Linked DNA regions of Mus musculus: all the other regions are linked to region 1. The links are chromatin contacts, called in public Hi-C and HiChIP or PLAC-seq maps. All regions are on one chromosome and are shown on one strand. The core of a region is the stretch at or near the end of the contact, and the rest is flanking DNA. Distances in the headings are between cores, read along the strand shown.

The links. HiChIP or PLAC-seq counts read pairs in DNA pulled down with a chosen protein or histone mark. A called contact is a pair of places that touch in the nucleus more often than the background predicts.
Region 2: a contact with region 1 is called in a CTCF HiChIP or PLAC-seq map of the NIH/3T3 cell line, with 29 read pairs. The contact joins two enhancer-like sites. A contact is called at or near these places in 4 of 39 promoter capture datasets (the 3T3-L1 cell line, 3T3-L1-derived adipocytes and liver), 3 of 15 datasets of contacts at CTCF or cohesin (CD8 T cells and the NIH/3T3 cell line), 46 of 484 Hi-C or Micro-C datasets (the 3T3-L1 cell line, 3T3-L1-derived adipocytes, the AML12 cell line and 27 more) and 13 of 115 datasets of contacts at active chromatin or transcription factors (the NIH/3T3 cell line, Th17 cells, a beta-TC-6 cell line and 10 more).
Region 3: a Hi-C map of bone marrow-derived macrophages shows a contact between it and region 1, with 34 read pairs. The contact joins two enhancer-like sites. A contact is called at or near these places in 1 of 39 promoter capture datasets (hippocampal neurons), 24 of 484 Hi-C or Micro-C datasets (B cells, the C2C12 cell line, CD4 T cells and 19 more), 3 of 115 datasets of contacts at active chromatin or transcription factors (embryonic fibroblasts, embryonic stem cells and kidney) and 1 of 9 other capture datasets (liver).

The regions. Positions count from the first base shown.
Region 1 is chr15:59,391,831-59,395,077 of GRCm38.p6, forward strand. All of the region lies in intron 2 of Nsmce2 (NSE2/MMS21 homolog, SMC5-SMC6 complex SUMO ligase), which reads left to right. Among named protein-coding and RNA genes, the nearest start is that of Nsmce2, 19 kb to the left of the region's middle. Within about 2 kb of position 1,286, at least 95 of the 459 cell types and tissues checked have an H3K27ac peak or open chromatin away from gene starts, as enhancers often do. A contact at or near this core is called in 3T3-L1-derived adipocytes, the NIH/3T3 cell line, bone marrow-derived macrophages and 9 more, where this site is marked.
Region 2 is chr15:59,478,778-59,482,235 of GRCm38.p6, forward strand. The region is part of intron 4 of Nsmce2 (NSE2/MMS21 homolog, SMC5-SMC6 complex SUMO ligase); the gene reads left to right. Among named protein-coding and RNA genes, the nearest start is that of Nsmce2, 110 kb to the left of the region's middle. Within about 2 kb of position 1,979, at least 228 of the 459 cell types and tissues checked have an H3K27ac peak or open chromatin away from gene starts, as enhancers often do. A contact at or near this core is called in 3T3-L1-derived adipocytes, the NIH/3T3 cell line, bone marrow-derived macrophages and 9 more, where this site is marked.
Region 3 is chr15:59,499,847-59,503,016 of GRCm38.p6, forward strand. All of the region lies in intron 4 of Nsmce2 (NSE2/MMS21 homolog, SMC5-SMC6 complex SUMO ligase), which reads left to right. Among named protein-coding and RNA genes, the nearest start is that of Gm36677, 120 kb to the right of the region's middle. Within about 2 kb of position 1,810, at least 18 of the 459 cell types and tissues checked have an H3K27ac peak or open chromatin away from gene starts, as enhancers often do. A contact at or near this core is called in bone marrow-derived macrophages, where this site is marked.

The DNA.
Region 1 (3,247 bases), core at 36-2,535:
AGTATTTTAGGGTTTTCCCCAAATTGTTTAGCCAGCTTAAAATAAAAAGTGCATTGTTTCTGAGGATCCTGTTACATTTGCTTCTGTATAAAATGTTGTGTGTTCATTTGAATCCACATCTACAGTTCTTCATATTTTGTAGCTGATGTGGTAAATCAGTTTCATATGCTGTTGGGCAAGCTGGAAGGTTAAGCCTCTTAACTTCGGCAGCCAGCATATTCTAGTTGCTGTAAACAATTAAGCCTGTCAGCAGTTGACCTTGGGAATGCTAATTTGCTTGTCCCTGGGTGCCGCCTCAGGCCCTGGCTTTCTCTCTGTGGGTGGGAGTTGTGAACCTGGTTTGGAGAAGAACTAGAGGCATTTGAGGCCAGCTCCAAACAGATGTGCTTCTTGCTTCACTTTTGCATGTGACCACAGTTGCAAGAGGCATATTCTTGCATGTTTTTTTTAAGGCCTGTGGAATCAGAGAGCAAAGTTGAAAGGCAGCTTCTTTACCTTTGGATCTGTTCTTGCCCTTCAGTAGAGTCCTCATCTGTCATGGCGAAGGTTGATTTAAAACCAGCAGTCTTTTTCATTGGGGTTCACTGTGCGTCTTAAACTTACAAGAAGAGTTGAAAGCCACCTTTTATCACACACACACACACACACTCCTTGCTTTGTGATTTTTTACTGACAGGGTCTTACCATGTAACCCAGGCTCGCCTCAAAGTTACTACCCTCCTACCTCATCCTCCAGAAGGCTGAGATTACAGGAATCCATAAGCACACCTGGTTTCGTATTCATGGCAGTTATTTTGTGTCTGGTCAAGAATAAGGCGAATAATTGAGGAGAAGGGGGTGCTAGCTGGGAAGTTATACTCACTGAGAAGTTCTTCATGGGCTCTCTGTAAGTGTGCATACCTGAGAGAGGAAGGTTGAGAGTATTTATTCAATTCTAAATTAATTACTGCCATTGTAAACTGGTGACGGCAGCAGTGACCACTTTAACCTGAAGATGAAGATTTCACTTTTCTTCTGGACTGCGTGTTAGGTTTTTGGGAGTGAGAAGAGAATGGTATTCAAGAAAGAGACGTATTGAGTTCAGTTGTCTTTAGGACAGGGTATTTATTAACAGCACAGCCTGTCCTGTGGTCCCACCCTGATGCCATAGCTTTAGTCCTGCCAGACAAAGGAAGGTGCCTATACTTAAAGGTTTCAGAGAGATGGGGGAAATCCTATACTGTGTGGAAGGAGGCCTCGTTAATATGTGACTTGAGCTAGATGACTCGGACCACAGTCAGGGTGTTTTAGATTGTGACTAGCATTGGGGAAGAGGCAGATTTGGCTCTGTGTGAGGGCTGTGTAAGGGCAACAACTTACAGGGCTGGCTCATTAGCTCTTAGCTATAGCATCTGCACCTGGAGACTCTGGGTTCTGATATAGTGCTTAGGCAAAGTACAACATGATACTGTACAGTACAGTACAGTACTGTAGAGTATCATATAAAACTTATTTAAATTGTTTATTTGAACTTGTTTGGTTTTCATTATTAGGTAATTGTTAATTTTTTAAAAAATTGATTGATCACCAATTACTTCTTGGCCCATGCTTTGAAAAGGTTAATTAGCAGCTACGGCAAATAAGAATAAATGCAAAGATTGGGAAAGCTACGTGGTAGTAAGCAAGGTATTTCTAATTAGTAGATTATTGGTATGTGTGACAGAAAAAAGAATCAGACCTCTTCCTTTACGACAGAACCCCGGTCTATATGTCAGGATGCACACATCTCTTACAAAAGATGTATAGGTGATCTATGATTAACAATTATTTGTATGCATGAGTGAGTATGAACATGGGTAAGTGCATGTGCAGTGTTCCAGAAAGAACACTGGCCCCTCTGGAGCTCTGTGAGGTGATTGTCAGCTGTGTAATGTGCGTGCTGGGAACCAAACTTAGGACCTCTGCAGGAGCAGTGTGTGCTCTTACCCACGGAGCAACCCCCTCTCTAGACTCTGTATTTATGCATCTCAGTTATCAATAGCTATCTCAATAGATTGTCCATGTTTGATCATTTCTTTCCCCATGACCACAGACAGCACTTGGCACTTCCTCTCCAAATAGGCCGTCCATCTGTGCAAAACTGCTGACCAGCGCTTACAGGACTGTGGTGTCACTGGCTACATCCTTCCATATGCACCCTAGTCATAGAGACCTCCTCAAGGGGCCCTGTGTGTGCTCTGTGGACTTCCTTTTCCTCTCCCTGAGGTGTCCTCTCCCTTCTGAGTGCTGGTGGTATGCCTGTTGGTCACGCTCGGCTGAGGTTCAGTGCCACATCTTTCTTCTTTGCTTCCTCTGTGTATGCTGTACACTTACTCAGCCGAGCAGCCGAGCACTTCTTTTCTCCGAGTTCTTTTCTCGTGCCCATTCACAGCACTAGACAGACAGGGAGGCTTGAAAAGGCCACTTAGTTATGTTCAGTTTTGCATGTTTTGGCGTTGTGTTCCAAAGTATATTTTGTACTAGACTCAGCTGAGGAGTACCTGTAAACAACCTACAAACAGATGCTGGTTGGTCAGCAGTGAACTGGGCTTGGTTGATTCCTGTTCTAGATGAACATTTTTCTGTTATAGTCTCTTCTCATATCTGTAACAGATTAAAATTTTGTAGACTGAAAATATAAAATAGTTTTGGAGAGAATAGCAGAAATGTTCCTATGGACCAGCAGAATGGCTGGATGCACTGGCCATGAAGCCGGACACCTGAGTTTATCTCTGGAAACCCCATTGTGGAAGGAGGGAACTGGTTCCAACAAGTTGTCCTCTGACATCCACATGTGCAATCCTCCCTCCACCCCCCACAGTTGTTTTTACAAAGAAATGATTTTTCCATGTTCATATGTATGATTTACTGGTCGGTTAATTTCTAGTAGAAATTATTTTTTACAAAGAGCATTATAGCTGCTGCCATGCCATAGATTACTGACAAATCTTACTTTTGAAGTTAATTTAGATTCAGGTATATTTATACTGAAGCTTATGTGTGTTAATGCTTTATTTTGCAAAAACCTGCTACATGTCTGTAGTTTCACTCTTATTTGTTTACTCTCTATCTGGCAAGGGCTATTCTAGTAATATAAAGTAATTCCACTGCTTTTAGACCTTATTCCAGACTTATTCTCTCTTAACAGTTTGATGAAAATAACCTGACATTGATGGAAGAGATAGCTAAAGTCAGAGGGGTAAAGTGGCTTGCCTGAAGCCACAGAGTA
Region 2 (3,458 bases), core at 729-3,228, 88 kb after region 1:
TGGTCCTAGGAATTCCAGGGATGAGTAGATTTAGTTAAGGAATTGCTCTAGTATCTGTTCCTCCATCTTCCCAATTCATTTGCTACCCAAGCACAAAAGTCCTATGTGTGTTGGGAATCGAAATAGTATATTCTGAAAATAGGGGTTTTTAAAGAACATTTGGTAGATTTTTATTTTTACAAGATGAAAAGTCCTAGAGAAATGTTTTTATAATAATGTGAATGTATTTAATACCAATTGTGTCAGCTTTCTGATTTAATAACCCAGTATCGGAGACAATCAACCTTTGATAAGTTTATTTTAGTTCTTGGTTTCAGAGGCCTCAGTCCATGGTCACTTGACACTTTCTATTGTTGCAGGATTTTCCCTGTCCAATCACATTAGGACAGTGGGGGGCCTGTGATTGGACAGGAAAAGGGAGGCGGAGCTAGGAGTTGGGGAGACAGAGAGGTCGCAGAAGACAGAGGTCGAAGGAGGAGGAGGAGAAGCCAACATGGAGGCAGATAGTCAGGAAGAAGATCCCGATCCCATGTGGTTTTAAACAGCAACTAGTAGCTAAGATTTTCACAAGGTTAGAATAATTGGGGTAAAACTTTTATCATTATCAATTGGCTCTGAAATTATTGTATTGGCATCTTGTAAATTGTGATCTTATTGTTATATAAATCTACTTGGATAATTAAGCTTTAAGAGTGATGTTTCTACTGGATAATTAGGTGTTGAGATGGCTTTTCATAGGGTGTGTGGGGTGTTGCATGGAAGTGTGAGGAACTTGTGGGGGACATCTTAGAGATGGCCCAGTGGGAACCCTGTGGCCCTGTGGGGCGAAGAGTTGACTGCCAAGAGACTGAGCAAGTGAGATCACCTGACATGGGGGTTAGCCCTAGAGAGTTGGTAGCGGCAGGCAGGAGCATAGCCTGGCCTGGCTGAGAATTGGCGTGTTCATTTTATAATATTTCCCTCAACAATCTATTGCTTTGGGCCAAATGGTAACACAGTATACTATGACTGAAACACATAGAAGGAGGCGAATTTACCTTATGGCAGCCAGGGGGCAAAGAGATAGATGGGAATGGGCTCAGATCCCCTTTAAGGGTACTCTCCTAGCCCCCAGATGACAGATTTGGGGCTAGATTTCCTCCACTAGATTCCACATTAGAAACATTAGACCTCACTGCAGCATCACACACTAGGCAAGCTTTTGCATTATTGGCCTGTGAGGGACACTTAGAATTGGAACTGTAGCACTAATGAATGAAGGCTAAGATGGATTGCTGGTGGCTCTCCTGTCTTGCTGCCAGCCTGCTGCCCTGTCTAGTGTAGGGAGTACACTTTTCTTTCTGTTGCAAAAACAATAAGGGCATCAAGATGATAAATTTTATGTTATGTGGAATTTTTTTCTTCTAACATAAAGACAATCAGATCTTACTTACTCATTGCCTGTAACTAATTTATTTTAAAACCTGAGCCACATAACCAGACTGTCACTGTCTGTGATCCTGTGTAAAGATTCCATGTCGTACCTGTCCTTCTAATTTTCTACTGCTTTGCTAAGTCCTTTAGGCACTTTAGTCTGTTACACCGCCACAACCAGAGAATGGAGTTTTGATTTGTAATACAAACCAAGTAAAACCTATGACTAGCAGTCTCTGGAGCTCCTTCAGTGGTACAGACTTGAAGAGGGGCCTTTAATGATGCCCTGCCTGCCATGTTGCTGTCTGGGATCCAGGAAGGCAGGTAGACAGCAGTCTGAATTGCATTTGGTATTTCCTGTGTTCCAATGCCTGGATGTAAATGAGAGATGAGCATTTCAATTTGGATGATCTGGCTGGGTTCCTAAGCCGAATGGCTGCGCATATACCATAAACACCGTGAAGAAGCAACCATGGAAACACTTGTTTTCTTGTTGAGCTAAATTTACTCTGGGTTGAATATTAACACAGCTCCTGGCAGGACTTTAAAAGCAAAAATAGCTTAAGCGTGATTCACTCTGAGTCACTGCTGGTGCTGAGCTGCCTGGTGCTTGACATTGAACAAGTTGGCAGCCTGCATTGCTACATTTTTTCTAGGAACTCTGAACACATTTCATTCTTGTGAATTTGCTTGTGCAATGATATTAAATAGAGTAATATGTTTACTTTGTTTCTAAGTCAAATGAATTTGAGAATGGCGAAACTAAAGTATTTTTCTTGGGCTTTCTGGAAAAGCAAGCTTCTCAGAATTCTGTGGTTTCTTTAACAGTTTATTTTATAGGAGATTAGTAAAATATGGAAATTTTAGATTAGATACTGGGGCTTCTGGAAGTTTTGTTAAAAAGTCTAGTAGTACTATTAAGCAGGATTCATTAATCTTCTGTCCTTACCAGACAAGGTGATTGTGCCATTCACAAAGCTCTTTCCTTTTCTTTCTTACCAGGGGAGGGAGGGAGGGAGGCAGGCGGTACTGCAGCCTGCTGTACACTCAGCTAGGCGGTTAACTTAGGAAATACTTTTCTTATTTGAGATTATATAATGGGAAGTTCATGGGTTTTGAAAGGCAGACCAGACCCACCCAGGGGATCTCTGTTGGCTCTTTAAAGGCCTCCCTCACATGCCTTTCCCTGAGTCAACCCAAGTGGCTGCTAAATCGTGAGTAGCCTGTTGGCTGACTGTGGGAAAACCTAGGACAGAGCAACTCGCCTCATCCATGATCAGCTAGGGCTGAGTCTAGAACGCTATATGAGAATGGTTTTCCCTTGATGTTGCAATTTCTATTTTAACATGTTTTTGTTTAGCTTTTGGAGTTGCCCAACAGTGTAATTTCAATTGAGGTTTAGTTTCAGCTCTTCCAATTTTTTTTTTCTAATTTAAAGACACTATCATTTTGTCTTAGAACTTCAATGACTTATATAAAAAATGGTTTTCCTATGATAGTCTTAAAACCAAAAGGAGCCTAGCCTAATTTTTGATAGTATTTTGAAATTATTTTACCATAAAATTGTACATTAGAAGATGCAACTCTGGTAGAGAATTTCAACATAGTTGCATAAATTGTGTTTCATATTACAACTTGTTCTCTGCTTGACTTCACTGAAATTAATAAAAGAACCCTTTCAGAAGGATCTGGTGAGTTAGCTTTGGTTTTTTTTTTTTTTTTAAAGAACTTACTCATAGTGTATCCTGTGTTGCTAAGTTTTCAAAGTTACCCATTTCAACCACACCCAAACCCTTTCAGAGGCTTGAAATCTCTTTACTCAGATGTCTTCCCAGTAAAGATTGGGGATCTCTGTGAGTTCCAGGAGATGCGTGAGGACTGTGTAAGAGCTAATGCTTGGTGATGGAGCTGCTGCTGAGTCTTGGATACAACACACAGTTCCTTATTCTGCAGTCAGAGATCCCTTACAGCTTTCTGACTCCGGCCTTGTGGCTGCTGGGAATATCCCTGAGGTGTTTTGTCTCAAAAGGATCCATGCCTTGGAG
Region 3 (3,170 bases), core at 560-3,059, 110 kb after region 1:
GTCTTTACGCCACACTCAGTTGTTTTTGTTTTTCCAAGATATGATGAAAACCCCACACTTTTTCTTAATCTTAACATTCTTGCATGTGGACATCAGGTGAGCAAGTGTTTCTAGTTTAGGTGAAAGGGTGGAATCTGACTAGAACAAAATGGCTTACTATCAATTGTGTGAGAGGACTTAAGAACAGCAGGAAGAACAGAGCCTGTAGCGTCCCTGAATCTTCAGAAGGGTTATGTATAGCTACCTCTAAGTATACAGTGAGCTCTAGTTTAATAGAGTTATTAGTACACAAAAAGAAAACAGTGATGAAAGGTCCGCTCTTACACATATTTCTAATTAAAATGTTCCATTTTAGAGATGAAGAAATGATAAGCATGCAGGCCTGTGGGAGTGGAATGGGGCAAAGGGAAGGGGGAATGAGTATCTGGAAAGAGAGTAATAGAAGGCTATTACTCACTCTTTACAGCCAGCTGAGACAGCTCTGCCTTATAGGGAAACAAAAGATCATCTGACTTTGAGAGCCACACAGAGGTATCTCACTTACAGTGGACCAGCACTTTAAAAGATGTATTAGGGTTTAAGGGGATACCAACCGTGAAGCCATTTTGTAGCCAATCAAATAATTAGAATAATGGACTCCATGTAAGTGTCAGAGAACTGTGCATATCAGCTGTTAACATAGCAGCAAGCAGTGATGCTCCTGGCAGATTGTCTCAGACAGAGCAGGTAACAGGGATCTGTCTGTCGTCCCAGCGTTTTGGTCAACAGGACGAAGACAGAAAACTGCATGGGACTCCTCAGTGCTCTTGTCGCACTGGCAGGAATCAATAGGAACTTGACAGAGGAAGATGTGACGTTCATCCCCAGAAACTTGTCCCTTTTAGAAAAAGAGACAAGAAAATATTTTAATATTTTTCTAATTACTCTGAAAAAAAAAAAGGAGCAGGGAAGAGAAGCCATTTATAAGCATGAAAAACAGAATGTAGTTTAAAATTAAAACCAGCCATCCTCATCACCACCTGTAGCTATCCTGCTCTGTTAAAAGACCAGGATGCAAAGCTCCTTCTAGCCAACCATAGCTAATCCAAAGGCACTTAAAAAAAAAAAAAGGACAGCACTAGAAATATGTCACAGGCAACAACAGATGGTGAAAGTTGGGGTATATTGTTAGAGAATTTAAAGCAAAATATAAGGCTAATTTTTTTTTTAACTCGTGAGAATTGTGAATGTTTGCCAAGTGGCAATCGTGAAACTTGTTTTTCATCAAAATGTGTTTCAGAAGTAGCAGAATTGGCAAAACCACAGTGATGTTGCAACTTAGAACTCATTCCTTTCAGAGCTAATGGACATCCACAAATGTAAAGATTCACCACGCTTAATTAGCTATATGCTATTATGCTAATAATGCTTTGTAGCCTACAGAAACTCACCAAGTCAGCACACTGGAATCATTCTATATTACAAAGAAAATTTTAGGGGCATTTAAAACATTGAAACTGTACTTAACAAATTATCTGACCATAATGCAGAAAAATCCACTCTGTGTCAAATATCAACCAAAGTTAGAGTCACTTGATTGAGATATATATATGTGTGTGTGTGTGTGTGTGTGTGTGTATAATGTATATGTATATATATATATATATATATATAAAATAACTCAAGTTGAAGATACATTGAAAATGTAGTTAAAACTAATTTTAAAATGTACATGATTTATCAAAATACATAGATATGACAAGGTTTACTAAAACCATTTCATAAAAGGAAGTAATTCCTTCATTAAGATAAAGAGAAAATTGCGAGTTAAGCAATGCGAAGCAAAACCGGAAGTAAAGGGACAGGGAACTAGAAAAGCAGTGGTCCTAGCTGACTTAGGAGAACAGGCAGGCAGGAGACAGAGAAGACTCTAGGGTAAACTCCAGAACAAGAAAGGAGATAAAAGAAACTATGGAAAGAGGTAAAAGTTAGACAATTATAGGTGTGGCAGAAGTTTTAAAGCATACATTTGAAAGGCCAGCCTAGATAGAGCCCAGTGTAAGCTATTGCCTAGAGCATGTGAGGCCAAGGGTTGGACCCCCCCAACATCAGAAAGAAAAATTTGGTGTACTTCTGTACATTTTTAAAAATAATCAAGTCATAATTTAAATCTTCAAAATAACCAAAAATAATCTTAAAACCAAAAAAATCACTTAAAATACCTGTGAATGGTGTATTGATGAGAGTAGAGTTTAGAAGGGCTGGAGAGAAGGTTCAGTGGTTAGGAGCACTGGCTGCTCTTCCAGGGGACCCAGCCCCCACATGAAGTTCACAACCGTCTGTGACTGCAGTCAGAGGAGACAAAACCAGAGTCACATTGCTCTAGTACATTCAAATTGGTTTTGTTTGTTTGTTTCTTTTCTCAAAAGTTAAAAACTGGCTTTTAAACTAGATATTTTGAAACCTTCATTTGAACTTAGTCACAAGCAGTGATAGAAGGTAGGGAACCCTAAGCATTAGCAGCACCTTGAGAGAATCCACCCCAGAAACAGTCCCTGAGAGTCCAGGCAGGGGTTTATTGTTCATTACTCATTACAGAGCCCCTGCTGTGATAATCTCCATGTCACCAGTGGAGAGTTTGAAAGGGGCCCCTTGTGTGCTGTGTGAGTCTACATTAGGACTCTAGGTGTCTAGAGAGCCAGCTCTCTGTGAACCCTTACTTCTTAAGGGAGAATGATAATAAAGAAGCGGGCAGCCGTGTAATGAGCCTGTCTGAGATCTTTGTGTGTGATAGATTTCCAAGTCCTCGGAGAAATGATGGCTCACTCAATAAAAATACTTGGTCAGTGTTTTGATAAAAATTTGTTAAGCCACAAAACATAAAACAGTATATACAGTCAAATCTAGTTTTCACAAAGTACTTTATTATGTGCTGTAGAGGAAATCTACAAGAGTATATGCAGCTATTAAAAATAGTTTTATTTGACCTTAGCACTACAGTGATTTGAAATTGTGCTTATATGTATATATGCAATGTTTCTATAGTTAAAATACATGTCCATTAAAGCAATAAGATCCCTCCACAAGCAGTAGGCATGTTCATAGCACCCATACCTATTGAGAAGTTAAATGGGGAGGGGAGGGAAGGGGAGGGGAGGCTTGGGGGGTGGGAAATCCGAATAAACAAACAG